3 separate regions of the Mus musculus genome follow, and all the other regions are linked to region 1. A link is a contact called in public promoter capture Hi-C data. All regions are on one chromosome and are shown on one strand. The core of a region is the stretch at or near the end of the contact, and the rest is flanking DNA. Distances in the headings are between cores, read along the strand shown.

Region 1 (3,976 bases), core at 522-3,021:
TTCAAAGCTTTGCATGGTTGTTTTGACTGTGAGACCTCATTAACACGGAGCTCATTAAAACCACAGAGAATGGATGAATCCACAAGAACAAAACTTTGGTTGTGGTAAAGGTATAACGGGCACAAGGTATAAACAGGAAATAAATATGAAAGATGCCATTCTAGCTCTCAGTACAGAAACAATGCCACTCAGACAATACAGTAGGTGACAGTGGCTCCCAGGGTTACAGGGGCTTTCATCCATTGATGAAATCCTCACCTTAGGATCCCCAATTATGGACTTAGGGAAGACAGTTTTCTTTGCTCCTCTTCCCAGTGTGGCCATATTAAATCTCTCCCTTTCAGCTTTAAAAAGGGAGGGAGGGAGGGAGGGAGGGAGTGAGGGAGGGAGGGAGGGAGGGAGGGAGGGAGGGAGGGAGGGAGGGAGGGAGGGAGGGGTAAAGAAAGACACACTAGAAGATATTTTAAATTGCCAATAATATTTTTAAAGATTATTTATTTATTTATTTATCGTGTAGTCAGCATTCTTCCTGCATGTATGCTAGCAGGCCAGAAGAGGGCACCAATTCTCACTATAGATGCTTATGAGCCACTCTGAGCCACCATATGGATACTGGGAATTGAACTCTGGACCTCTGGAAGAGCAGCCAGTGCTCTTAAGCTCCGAGCCATCTCTCCAGCCCTGTTAATAATATTTTGAAATGGAGATACCTCAAGTGTCTTGTCATAAGAAGTATCTTGTGGCCTGAACAGGCAGTGACGCTATCTCGGTGGGCATGAGTGATCTCATTAGCATGTGTTATGATAGACTTCAACAAACAACACTGGATTTACATTCAATCTCTTTATAACCATCCTAAAAGATTTGAAAGACAAATGCATATTTCTTATAGAGAAAACATAGCTCCAAGGCCAACAGTTGTTATTCAAGGTCAAAACTCATAAATAAAAGGAAGGAAAACAGGGCTGGTCTGTTTTCTTGAACTTAATCTCCCCCCCCCCCCGCCGCCCCCCGCCACACCCACCTCCCATGCGCAACCGTGTTAAGATTTTTCTTTTTTTTTTTTTTTTCTTTTTTTTATGGCATCTCCACCAGATTTATTTTTAAAGGAATGACCTAAGGGAGAAAAAACTAGGGTACAGAAGTATGGGCTAGAAAATAAATACAAATGTAAGCTGTTTCACTAATTTTATAACCACAAACTTGTACAGAGAATGAGGCCCTCTACAGAACACAACAGGTTCAGACGAGGCGTTCCCTTAACAAGGCTGAAGATCCGGACTCTGGTATTTGACATTTAGGATGCAGTCAGTCCACGCTTTTACCCAGATTTGAAGAGAAGAATGGCCACCTGACCCAGGTAGAAGTAGACGAAGTGTTTGGTTTCGTACGTCACGTAACTACCGAAGTTCCGGCCCACAATGCAGTGCCAGGTGGGGTTGTACTTCTTGTCAAACTCCTTCTTGATATGGGCCGCAATATCCTTCTCTGTGCTGTACTTCTCCAGCGCCTGGATAGCACACCTCACCGAGTCCTGCTGCATCTCTTCCGACATGTCTACAGTTTTTATCACTGCCTTCCGATCGCACATGGTTACCGCGGAGCAGGGGCCAATCGGCCGCTGCGTGCCCCTAGGGAAGATGCTGGCGGTGCTCAAGCAGCAGCAGCAGACAGCCGGTCCCTGCTGAAGCCGAAGCCGTGGCGCATCTCTTAGCTAAATATTTAACTGTATGCGTTTGCTACCTTTTCTTTACCCCTTCAGGAGCCATTTGGTAGGTGGTTTATTTTGTCACAAAAAGCAAGAAACCGCCTCATTGTGACTGCACAATTACCCGCTGACCCTCTGAGGTGGGGAGCCGAACCCTGGAGACCTGGCTTTTCATGAATCAGAAATTCACATGTGTGAGGAAATGCAGTGGAAGCAGCAGACACTGCTGTTGCTTGAGGGAAATATTTTAAATGAACCGGCCTACTCTCCAATAAAATCAAAACTTTTTTTTTTTTTTTTTTTTGGTTTTTCGAGACGGGGTTTCTCTGTATATCCTTGGCTGTCCTGGAACTCACTTTGTAGACCAGGCTAGCCTCTAACTCAGACTCCCGAGTCCTGGGATTAAAGGCGTGCGCCACCACGCCCGGCGCACTGTGTCTATTTCACGAGGGGGAAAAATGAGCGTATTTCCCTAAGAAACTTCAGAAAGACTGATTTAAACACGCGGGACCTGATGAACCTCTAATGGCTTCATCTTAATTAGTTATACCTGTGATGCTCCTGTTTCCAAATACGGGCACACGCCGGAGCTCTGTGTTCATATTCCTGAAAGATTCAATTAACCCATAACATTTGCTGTCATACCTTGCTGACATGTTCGCAGCTGTGTTCACAGACCTGAAGATGGCACTGTGCATCAGCTGAAAACATTCTCAAACCACCCGCAACAGAAAAATCCGCACACTGCCCACAGCCCTGGCTAATACATGAAATTATATAAAGATTCAGATCATATTTCAATTTGAATTGGATGTACCTACGTTACCATTTTTCCCCCCATTTTACTTATTTGAAGCTTCTGGTTAATTGCAAGTTCCCAGACAAGGTTAAGAGAGCAAGATTTACCCACAGATATGCAAGAAAAATTTCCGAGCCTTTGCAAGTGACTCATGCCTGATACCCCCAACTTTATAACTACTATAAGCTCTTAGTTCTTATCATTTCTCAGCAGTAAATGGGGCCACTGATTAGCAGAAAAGAGCAATCTTCCTGGCTTTGGCAGCCCATTCAACTAATCACAGTACTTGGGAGGCAGAGGCAGGTGGATGGATCTCTGTGAGTTCAAGGCCAGCCGGGTCTACAGAGCCAGTTTTAGGACAGCTGGGGCTACAGAGAAAACCTATGTCAACAGAAACAAAACAGAACAAAACAAACAAACCAAAAACAAAGAGGAGGAGGAGGAGAGGAGGAGGAAGAGGAGGAAGAAGAGGAAGAGGAGGAGGAGGGAGAGGAGGAGGAAGAGGAAGAGGACAGACAGAAATAACAAATCTCTTCCCCATTCTGGGCCCCTTTTCCTTTCTAACTTTTACATTTAAAAACAAAGAGTTAATAGCAATTTAAGCACTTATTAATGTTTAATATGTTCACTATGGCACAGAATTCCAGGAAAAATATGTACATGTCTTATTAATTACATCTCTCAATGCTATCACCCAATGCTTAATAAAAAGCAACGAGAGGAGGAAGGGTTTATTCTGGCTTGCAGCTCAACAGGATTATTCCACCATGGTGGGAAGACAAGGCAGCAGGCAGGGATGATATGGTGGCAGGAAGTGCCAGGTCAGAGTACACATCACACACAGTAAGCAGAGCACAGACAGGAAGTAGGGCCAGCCTGTAAATCTCATGTTCCTGGCCCACCACCTCAGTACTGGCTGCTTTTGTGTGTCAACATGATACAAGTTAGAGTCATCAGAGAGAAAGGGCCCTCATTTGAGGAAATGACTCCATGAAATCCAATGGTAAGGCATTTTCTCAATTAGTGATCAACTGGGGAGGGCTCAGACTATTGTGGGTGGTGCCACCCCTTGGCAGGTGGTCCTGGGTTCTATAAGAGATCAGGCTGAGTAAACCAGGGGCAACAAGCCAGTAAGCAGCACCCCTCCTAGGACTCTGCATCAGCTCCTGCCTCCAGGTTCCAGTCCGGCTTGAGTTCCTGTCCTGACTTCCCCCAATGTTAAACTATGATGTGGAAGTGTAAGATGAATAAGCTCTTTCCTGACCAATTTGCTTTTTGATCATGGTGTTTCTTCCCAGCAACAGAACCTCCAACTAAGACACCCACTTTCACCAATAAGGCTCCGCTTCTTTTTTTCTTTTTCTTTTTTCTTTCTTTCTTCTTTTTTGTTTGTTTGTTTGTTTTTTGTTTTGGTTTTTCGAGACAGGATTTCTCTGTATAGCCCTGGCTGTCCTGGAACTCACTTTGTA
Region 2 (3,976 bases), core at 718-3,217, 590 kb after region 1:
CAAAAGAGTTGGGCTGGTCCTCTAGAACTGTGCTTGTGAGCCACAATGTGAATGTTAGAAAACAAACTCATGCTCTGTAAGAATTTAATTACTCTCAACTACTGAACAATCTCTTTAGCTTACTGTAAGCATAGATTTTTAAAAGGAATTTGGCCACACATCACATTGAATGCAGAATGTTTCTATGGGAGAAACTTAAAGGATTAAGTGACTATAAAATGATAGTGTAGGCAATAAAGCTAAAACTTCCAACATGGTCTAAACAAGCATATAAGGCCTGAGAATCAGACTATGGTAAACTTTCTGTAAGTATGCCCGGGCCGCTAACACCATGCTGAATGAGGCTTTCTCTAGAGTCTGCATGTTCAGTTTGTGCCTACCTCCTTCTCTTGAATTAACCAATTTCACTAGGAGGAAATGGAAACTGCGGAACAGTTGAGGTTTCATCCTCACAGATCAGCTCCTCTCAGGTGAGTCAGTTCCCTCAGTCAGTACACTCACACATTGAAAGCCTAGCAGTACTTATGGTTGCTGGCAATGCCCTTCCCTGCAGCCTTCAGGAGTACAGACTAGTCATGAGTTCATTCTAAACAGACATGCCAATCAAGTGTCCAGGTGAATGTATTAGGGGTATTGTTTAATACTGCTTGATGACTCTAGTTTCTCTAAGAGGAGCTGTATCCCTGGCTTAGCACACTGCCTGGAATACAAGAATTGAATAGGAACTTCCCATAGTCTCTGCACTGAAACAGCTTCCTCATCAATCTGTATACATCGTGGAAGCATGAAGCCTTCCTTATAATGGGTGTGTACCTTTGTCTCAAACACAAACTGCCCAGCAATAAATCTTCCTAAGAAGAGATGGGCATTCTCAGTACTCCATGGTCCCAATGCAGCTTCTTTACTACACTGAGCTCACTTGACAATCGTAGGGACATATTTCTAACACCTTTGTATTCAAGGAGGAATCATCTCAGTGTTCTGCTTAGAAGTGAGGGAAGTTCAAGACAGATAACAAATATTTAAATCGTCTGAAACATGAATCATGGCGTGATCAGGAGAGAGGAAATTCTATAAGGAACATCAAAGGGAACAAGGGAAATCCTATAGTGCACAGTGTACCAAGAGTCAGTAGACTCACCAGTGTGATCCCAGGAGCTCTGCACCTCCTGCTGGGAGATGGGGAGGAGGAAAGCCTGTGCTCAGAGAACACCCGGTGGTGACTAGTTTTGATTTCCTGTTCTTCTTCTTTTTTTTTTTTTAATTATTATTTATTTATTATATGTAAGTACACTGTAGCTGTCTTCAGACACTCCAGAAGAGGGCGTCAGATCTCATTACAGATGGTTGTGAGCCACCATGTGGTTGCTGGGATTTGAACTCCAGACCTTTGGAAGAGCAGTCGGGTGCTCTTACCCACTGAGCCATCTCACCAGCCTGATTTCCTGTTCTTCTGTTTTAAGCACCTGAGATGCTGCATGTCAGGCGGGATCACCAAGCGTGGTTTCATTAAAGAAATGCACAGTCCTACATTACCGTCCTGCTTCCTTATTTTTAAGTAAAGCAGACCATGAAAGCATGATTTCCCATGTGTTAGTATGATTTCATAAGTAGGTTTGAGCTTTAAAATCACGTTTTAGCAGAAATAACTAGCATGATTAACATTACTGAGAAAGGCTCGACTCACAGGCTAACATCGCATGCTGAGACCACAGCACTTCAAAAAAGCCCGAATGCCCTGTGGCTGCCCATGTGCAGAAGACTGTTTCTTTCTAATTCCACTTGCTCACAGTAGGGCAGGTACCCAGGCAGTGCACAAAACCCATTTGGAGTGTTCCTGGAAGTCCTTTGCACTGACTTGTGGGAAATGTAGTCCCAACAATTATGACATCACCAGAAGGGGCTGTCAGTATTGAACTTCCGGGTTCGTTCTTAAACCTCGCTTCTCCCCCAAAGTTAGGGGACTGTCCTGCTCAGAACTGGGCTTGGATCTCTGACATGGAGGTTGGTGCAGGGAGCAACGCCGTCCTGCAGATCCAGAGGGACTGTGCAGGGTGGCGGGTCGGGCGCGGAGGGAGCTGACTCAGGCTGGTTGGGAGACAGGGGAAGCTGCTGACCTGGAGATGCTGTGCTGACCTAGGATGGGCCACTGCCCCCGGGAACAAGATTGAAGAGGAGAAGGTTGGAAAACAACAGGATGGCCAGGGCAATCTGGTTCTGCTGACTGCCTGTGCCTGAGATGCTGAAGGGAGCGCACTCAACTTTGCTGAAGAACATGCTCTGCCTAGCTGACCCGTGATCACATGGCTATAGTCAGATTCTCGGGATTTACAGAACTTCCTAAATTTCCTAGTGTGCTGGAACAGAAAGTCTTGTGAGGGCAACTGTTGTGTGGAATGTTAGTTCCTATTCCCTTGGAATGAATTGTTAGATTTATGGACGCCTCCGTTTGAATAGGAATTTCTAATAGACACCGCTGTGACCTGAATCATCACAATACATGGCTGTATAGCCACAGAATAATCTTGGAATTGGTATGAACCCGTGTTTGCACAATCCAAATAATTAACCTTTCTTTCCCCTTACCTCTGGTACGTGGGCTAGAGGGAAAGTTGAAGCGTTCAAGAACTCTAATTAAGTAAGTCTTGAAATTTCTAAGCCTACAGTATGATGTTTTCTAGTTCCATCCATTTGCCTGAAAAATTCTTGATATCCTTATTTTCAATAGCTGAGCAGTATTTCACTGTGTAAGTGAACCACATTTTCTTTATCCATTTGTTCATCGAGGGATATCTGTATTGTTTCCAGATTCTGGATATCATGAATGAAGTTGCTCTGAATGTAGTTGAGTAAGGTGCCTTGTAGTTTGGTGGAACATCTTTTGGGTATATGACCGTGGTATAGCTGGGTCTTGAGGTAGAACTATACCCAATTATCTGAGGAGCTGCCAAATTGATTTCTATAGTGGTTGTGCAACTTGACACTCCCTCCAGCAATGGAGGCGTGTTCTCCCTGATTCACATCCTTGCCAGCATGTGCTGTGGCTTGCGTTTTTGATTTTGGCCATTCTGCTGGGTGTAAAGTAGAATCTCAGTCACCTTGGTTTGCATTTTCCTGAAGGCTAAGAATGTTGGACCTTTTAAAGGTCTTTCTTGGCCATTAAAGATTCCTCTATTGAGGAATTCTCTGCTTAGCTCTTTAACCCATTTTTAAATTGGCTATTTGGGTTGTTGGTGTCTACCTTTTTGAGTTCATTATATTTTTTGGGTGTCACCCCCCCCACCCCCATGAGGCATAGGGTTGATGAAGATCTTTTCCCCTTCTGTAGGCTACCAATTTTTTCCTATTGACAGCGACCTTTGCCTTGCAGAAGCTTTTCAGTTTCATGAGGCCCCATTTATTAGTTACTGATCTTAGTGCCTGAGCTATTTGGTGTTCTGTTCAGGAGGTTGTCTCCTGTACCAGTGTGTTCAAGGCTACTTTATACTTCCTCTTGTATTAGACTTAGTGTATCTGGTTTTATGTTGAGGTCTTTGATCCATGTGGACTTGAGTTTTTGCAGGATAATAAATTGGATCTATTTACATTTTCTAGATGCAGACATCCAGTTAGACAGCTACCATTTGTTAAAGATGCTTTCTTTTTCCATTGGATGGTTTTTGTCTTCTTAGTAAAAAAAAAAAATCAATGTTCATAGGTGTATGGGTTTATTTCAGGATCTTGTATTTGATTCAGTTCATCAACCTCTCTGTTTCTGTACCAATATCATGCATTTGTGGTTGTTGTTTTATTTGTTTGTTTGTTTGTTTGTTTGTTTGTTTTACTATTCTGTGGTACAGCTTGAAATCAGGGATGGTCATTTTATTGTACAGGATTGTTTTAGGTATACAGTTTTGTTTTGTTTTTTCCATGTGAAGTTGAAAATTGTTTTTCCAAGGTCTGTTAAGAATTATGTTGTAGTTTTAATGGGAAGTGC
Region 3 (3,976 bases), core at 516-3,015, 560 kb after region 1:
TGTAAATGGATGCTGCATCCTCACGGATGAACACATCTCATGTGAATGACTACCCTCTTACAAATGTGTGCATGAAAAGACACAAACATACATGTATACATATACCATACACACAACTAATTTAAGCTTACCCTTGACTAGCTTACAAATAAATAAGACTCAGACTATGGTTATTTCCATTGGCTTTGACAATTACTGGGGAGGGCAGCCCTCATTTATTCTTCTAACTGCTATCCTGGTGTCCTCCTTTCTTCCCGATGGTATACCCCAGATACTTGCTGTTTCTCATGGCCATGTCTCATCTTTGAGACATGGCATCTTTGTCCTCTTTCCCCATTCTTCCTCCTTTTCCTGGTCTCTCTTCCTTCTCTCTCTCTTCTCGACCCTCTACCAGGTAACTCAAAACCCACCTACCTGTAATTTCTCCAGTAATTGGCTGTAGCCAATTTGATTTAACTAATAGTATTAAATCAAGGAACAAGGTTTGCACAACAGAACCTTGTAAATGTGAGAAGTCTGTGGTAGGCTTAGATCTTCGGGTATAGAATTTAGCATTACATACATAGCAACAGACCAGACCTCAACACATAACACATATTGGAAAACTAGCTATGCTGAGAAATAATAACTTTTGTGGCTTCTGACAATGCCCTTCACTGCAGCATTCAGGAGGAGGACAGACCAGTCATGATGCTTGCCAATCAAGCACAGGTACACACACGTACTGCTCCTTGCCTCTAGTTTCTCTGAGTGAGCAAATGATCTGCATCTCTGGATAAACATACTCCTGAAAAAGAATAGGGACTCTGCACAGTCTTTGCGCTGAAACGGGTTCCTTTTGGATCATTAGGATTCCGGGAAGTATGAAGCCTTTTCTGTAATGGAGTTTGTAACTTTGACTCAAGTATGAACTACACAGGAATAAACCTTCCCATGAAAAGGTAGGGATTCTCAATCCTGCATGTTTCCAGTGTAACTTCTTTATTACAGTGACTTATTTGACAGTAATATGAACATATATCTGATACCTTTGTATTCAAGGAGAAAACACTCAAGTGTTCTATTTAGAAGGGAGGGAAGTTCAAGACAGATAACACTAATGTTCAAATATTTTCAAATATGACCGATGACAGGATCAGTGCAGAGACAGGAAAATCAATAAGAAACATCAAACCTAAGGCAAAGGGAAATCCTGTAAGTGCACAATGGCTCGACAGTCAGTACACACACCATTGTGATCCCAGGAACTCTGCCCCTCCCCTTGGGAGACAGGAAAGCCTGTACTAAGAAAACATCTGCTGGTGACTAGATTTGATCTCCAATTCTTCTATCTTAAGCGACTAAGATGGTTTCAATAGAATCGTAAAGAGATAATGCTCACTCCTACATTAACTTCCTGCTTCCACATTCTTAAATAAAGCAGATCATGAAAGCATGAATTTTTCATTCGTGAATGATTCTATACATAGATCAGAGTTGTAGCAGAGATAACATGGAAACGTGATGAACGTGATTACTGTGAAAGGCTCATCTTACAGGCAAACATTTCGTGCCATGACCAAGGATTTTAAAAGAGCCCAAATTCCATGTGCATGCCCATGTGCAGCTGCTCTCAGTGGACTGTAATCCAGGCAGTGTACAAAAGCTCTTCAGTGGGTTCCCGGAAGTCCTTCCAACTGACTTGTGGGAAATGTAGTCCCATCGCCTGTGACGTCATCAGAAAGAGCTGTCAGCAACAAAATTCCGTATTCTTTCTTCAAACTTCGCTTCTTCTCAAATTTGTGCAGCTGTCCTGTTGAGCGCTGCATTTGGATTTCTGCCATGGAGGTTGGTGCAGGGAACAGCACCATCTTGCAGATCTGAAGGACTGTGCAGGGTGGCGGATAGGGCACAGAGAGTGCCAACTTGGGCTTGTGAGACAGGAAGCTGCTGACCTTGAGGTGCTGTGCTGACCTAGGCTGGGCCACTGTCCCTGGGCACAGGTTTGAAGAGGAGAAGGTTGGAAACAGCAGGATGGCAAGGGCAGGCAGGGTCTGCTCACTGCCTGTGCCTGAGATGCTGACGGGAGCTCACGCATCTTTGCTGGGGAAACGTGCTCTGCCTAGCTGACGGGTTCTCCTGTGGTGGTTGTCAGATTCTTAGGACATACAGAACACGTGGACATCTAGCGCCCCATATACTTTATGTCCTAGAGATTACTCCTGGTTTGAGCTCACACAGCTTCCCAAAGGTCCTAGTGTCTAGGGACAGAGAGTCCTGTGACGGTGATTGTTGTGTGGGTTGTTAGTTACTTTTCCTTTGGAATGAATTGTTAGATTTATGGATGCCTTGGTTAGAGTGGGAATTTCCAATAGACATCTCTGTGACTTGAATCATCACAATACATGGCTATGTAGCCACAGAATAATCTTGTAATTGGTATGAACCTATGTTTGCCCAATCCAGATAATTATGGATTTTGCACATCAAATTAAAATCGCTAGACAGCAGTACCTCAACGGTTCTGAGTATGTGTTCTGTCCAAATTTGGACTTCTTTTCAGATGAGAGACGACTTGGTGTGATGAGAGATTGCTGGGTGGGGCTGGAAAGTCTGAAAGGGAAGAGGAAAATGGCTCTGCTCATCTGCCAGGCTCTGTAAATTGTTCTCTAATCTGCCAGGCTCTGTACATTGCTCTCTAATCTGCCAGGCTCTGTACATTGTACTATGTTTTCTTATCACATGATTTTCTTCTGTCTCTTCACATTGTCAGCAGCGTCTGAACTGTCCTAAATTTAACTGTCTTAAATATTAAATTTTCTGTCCCTCAATGTGACATTCAGGTTTACTGAGGCACCTTTAATAGTTTTAGGAAGAATTCCCCAAGTTTTTCAACTGCTTTGGAACAGCTGGAATATAAATTTGGAAAGCTGTTATACATTTGGGGTCTAATGATTTTTCACATAGGTTCCTGTCTATGCATAGTTCTCCTCCTGAAGGGTTAAGAGAATAGTTTAGTCCAGAGCCATTTGAATAGCCTTGATCTGAGAACACAGATTTACTTTAATCCAAATTCTATGCTCCAACATGGAATCAGTTTCATGGTTTTACAGAACAAAGAATGTCATTAACCAAGGAAAATTTAAAATACTTTGGTGTGAGTCGATAGAAGCATGTACTACGATATATGGGAGATATTCTATTCACCTAAGATACCATCTGCTGAGATTTTAGCTTTTGGATTCATAGAAACTTATGTTCTCCCTTGTCAGTGGATTCTGGGAGGTTTTTATCTATTGTCATAAGCTATGTGGTCCACTATAGAGTGAGGCAAGGACTGACCCTGAAGGTAAAACCAGCCCAAGGTAAGACAGCTAACCCTGAACCTGCAGAATTCCAGGCTCTGCCCCTCGGTGAACTTACACGTGGGCCATCAGACTCTGCACCCACAGACTCCTTACAAGAGTTTTGCATTCACAGAATACACACAGATTTTAGTGTGTGTGTGTGTGTGTGTGTGTGTGTGTGTGTGTGTGTGTGTGTGTGTGTGTGTTTCAAGATTTCTCCTCCACAGCCGCTCCCCCTATCTCAGGGGATCTTGCTTATATTATCACTCTTCAGTCAAACCAAGTGTTTGTGAGCCAGAGCTGGAGCCTGACCTACAGCATTCAAGTCTACTGTCAGGAAGCATGGGCTTCAGACCACCTTGTCCTAGCTACTGGAATTTTCAATGAGTTTGCAACCATATCTAGAATAAATAGACACTTCCTAGTTAATGTTACATATAACAGTTTATCAATTGGGAATTGTGTGCTGCCTTGTGCAACAAAACACAGTCCTTATAATATAGAAAGAGTACATGAGCATCGTCACATATAACTTACAGGCACCAAATATTTATTTATATGTATTTAAAATCAAACAGCCTAATTATTGAAGAGTGAACTTAAGTATATTCTATGATTCATTTCTGTCATCTCTGTGTTTTGAGGAGGAG

The links. Promoter capture Hi-C pulls out the DNA fragments that hold promoters and counts their contacts. Capture Hi-C pulls out chosen DNA fragments and counts their contacts.
Region 2: a promoter capture Hi-C map of adipose tissue shows a contact between it and region 1. The contact joins the promoter of Zfp458 here to the promoter of BC048507 in region 1. A contact is called at or near these places in 14 of 39 promoter capture datasets (the C10 cell line, the HPC-7 cell line, cranial neural crest and 10 more) and 3 of 9 other capture datasets (adipose tissue, liver and macrophages).
Region 3: a contact with region 1 is called in a promoter capture Hi-C map of stem cell-derived epiblast-like cells, with 8 times the contacts expected there. The contact joins the promoter of Zfp457 here to the promoter of BC048507 in region 1. A contact is called at or near these places in 16 of 39 promoter capture datasets (the 3T3-L1 cell line, 3T3-L1-derived adipocytes, the HPC-7 cell line and 9 more), 2 of 115 datasets of contacts at active chromatin or transcription factors (embryonic stem cells and stem cell-derived neural progenitor cells) and 1 of 9 other capture datasets (liver).

What each region holds. Positions count from the first base shown.
Region 1 is chr13:67,861,121-67,865,096 of GRCm38.p6, reverse strand. It overlaps BC048507 (cDNA sequence BC048507), which reads right to left and starts at 1,771. Exons shown (of 1, transcript NM_001001185.3): 1 at 1,174-1,771. The coding sequence starts at 1,591. The coding sequence ends at 1,322.
Region 2 is chr13:67,267,059-67,271,034 of GRCm38.p6, reverse strand. It overlaps Zfp458 (zinc finger protein 458), which reads left to right and starts at 1,967. Exons shown (of 4, transcript NM_001001152.2): 1 at 1,967-2,004. The coding sequence starts at 1,999.
Region 3 is chr13:67,304,201-67,308,176 of GRCm38.p6, reverse strand. Zfp457 (zinc finger protein 457) reads left to right here and starts at 1,765. Exons shown (of 4, transcript NM_001003666.2): 1 at 1,765-1,827. The coding sequence starts at 1,822.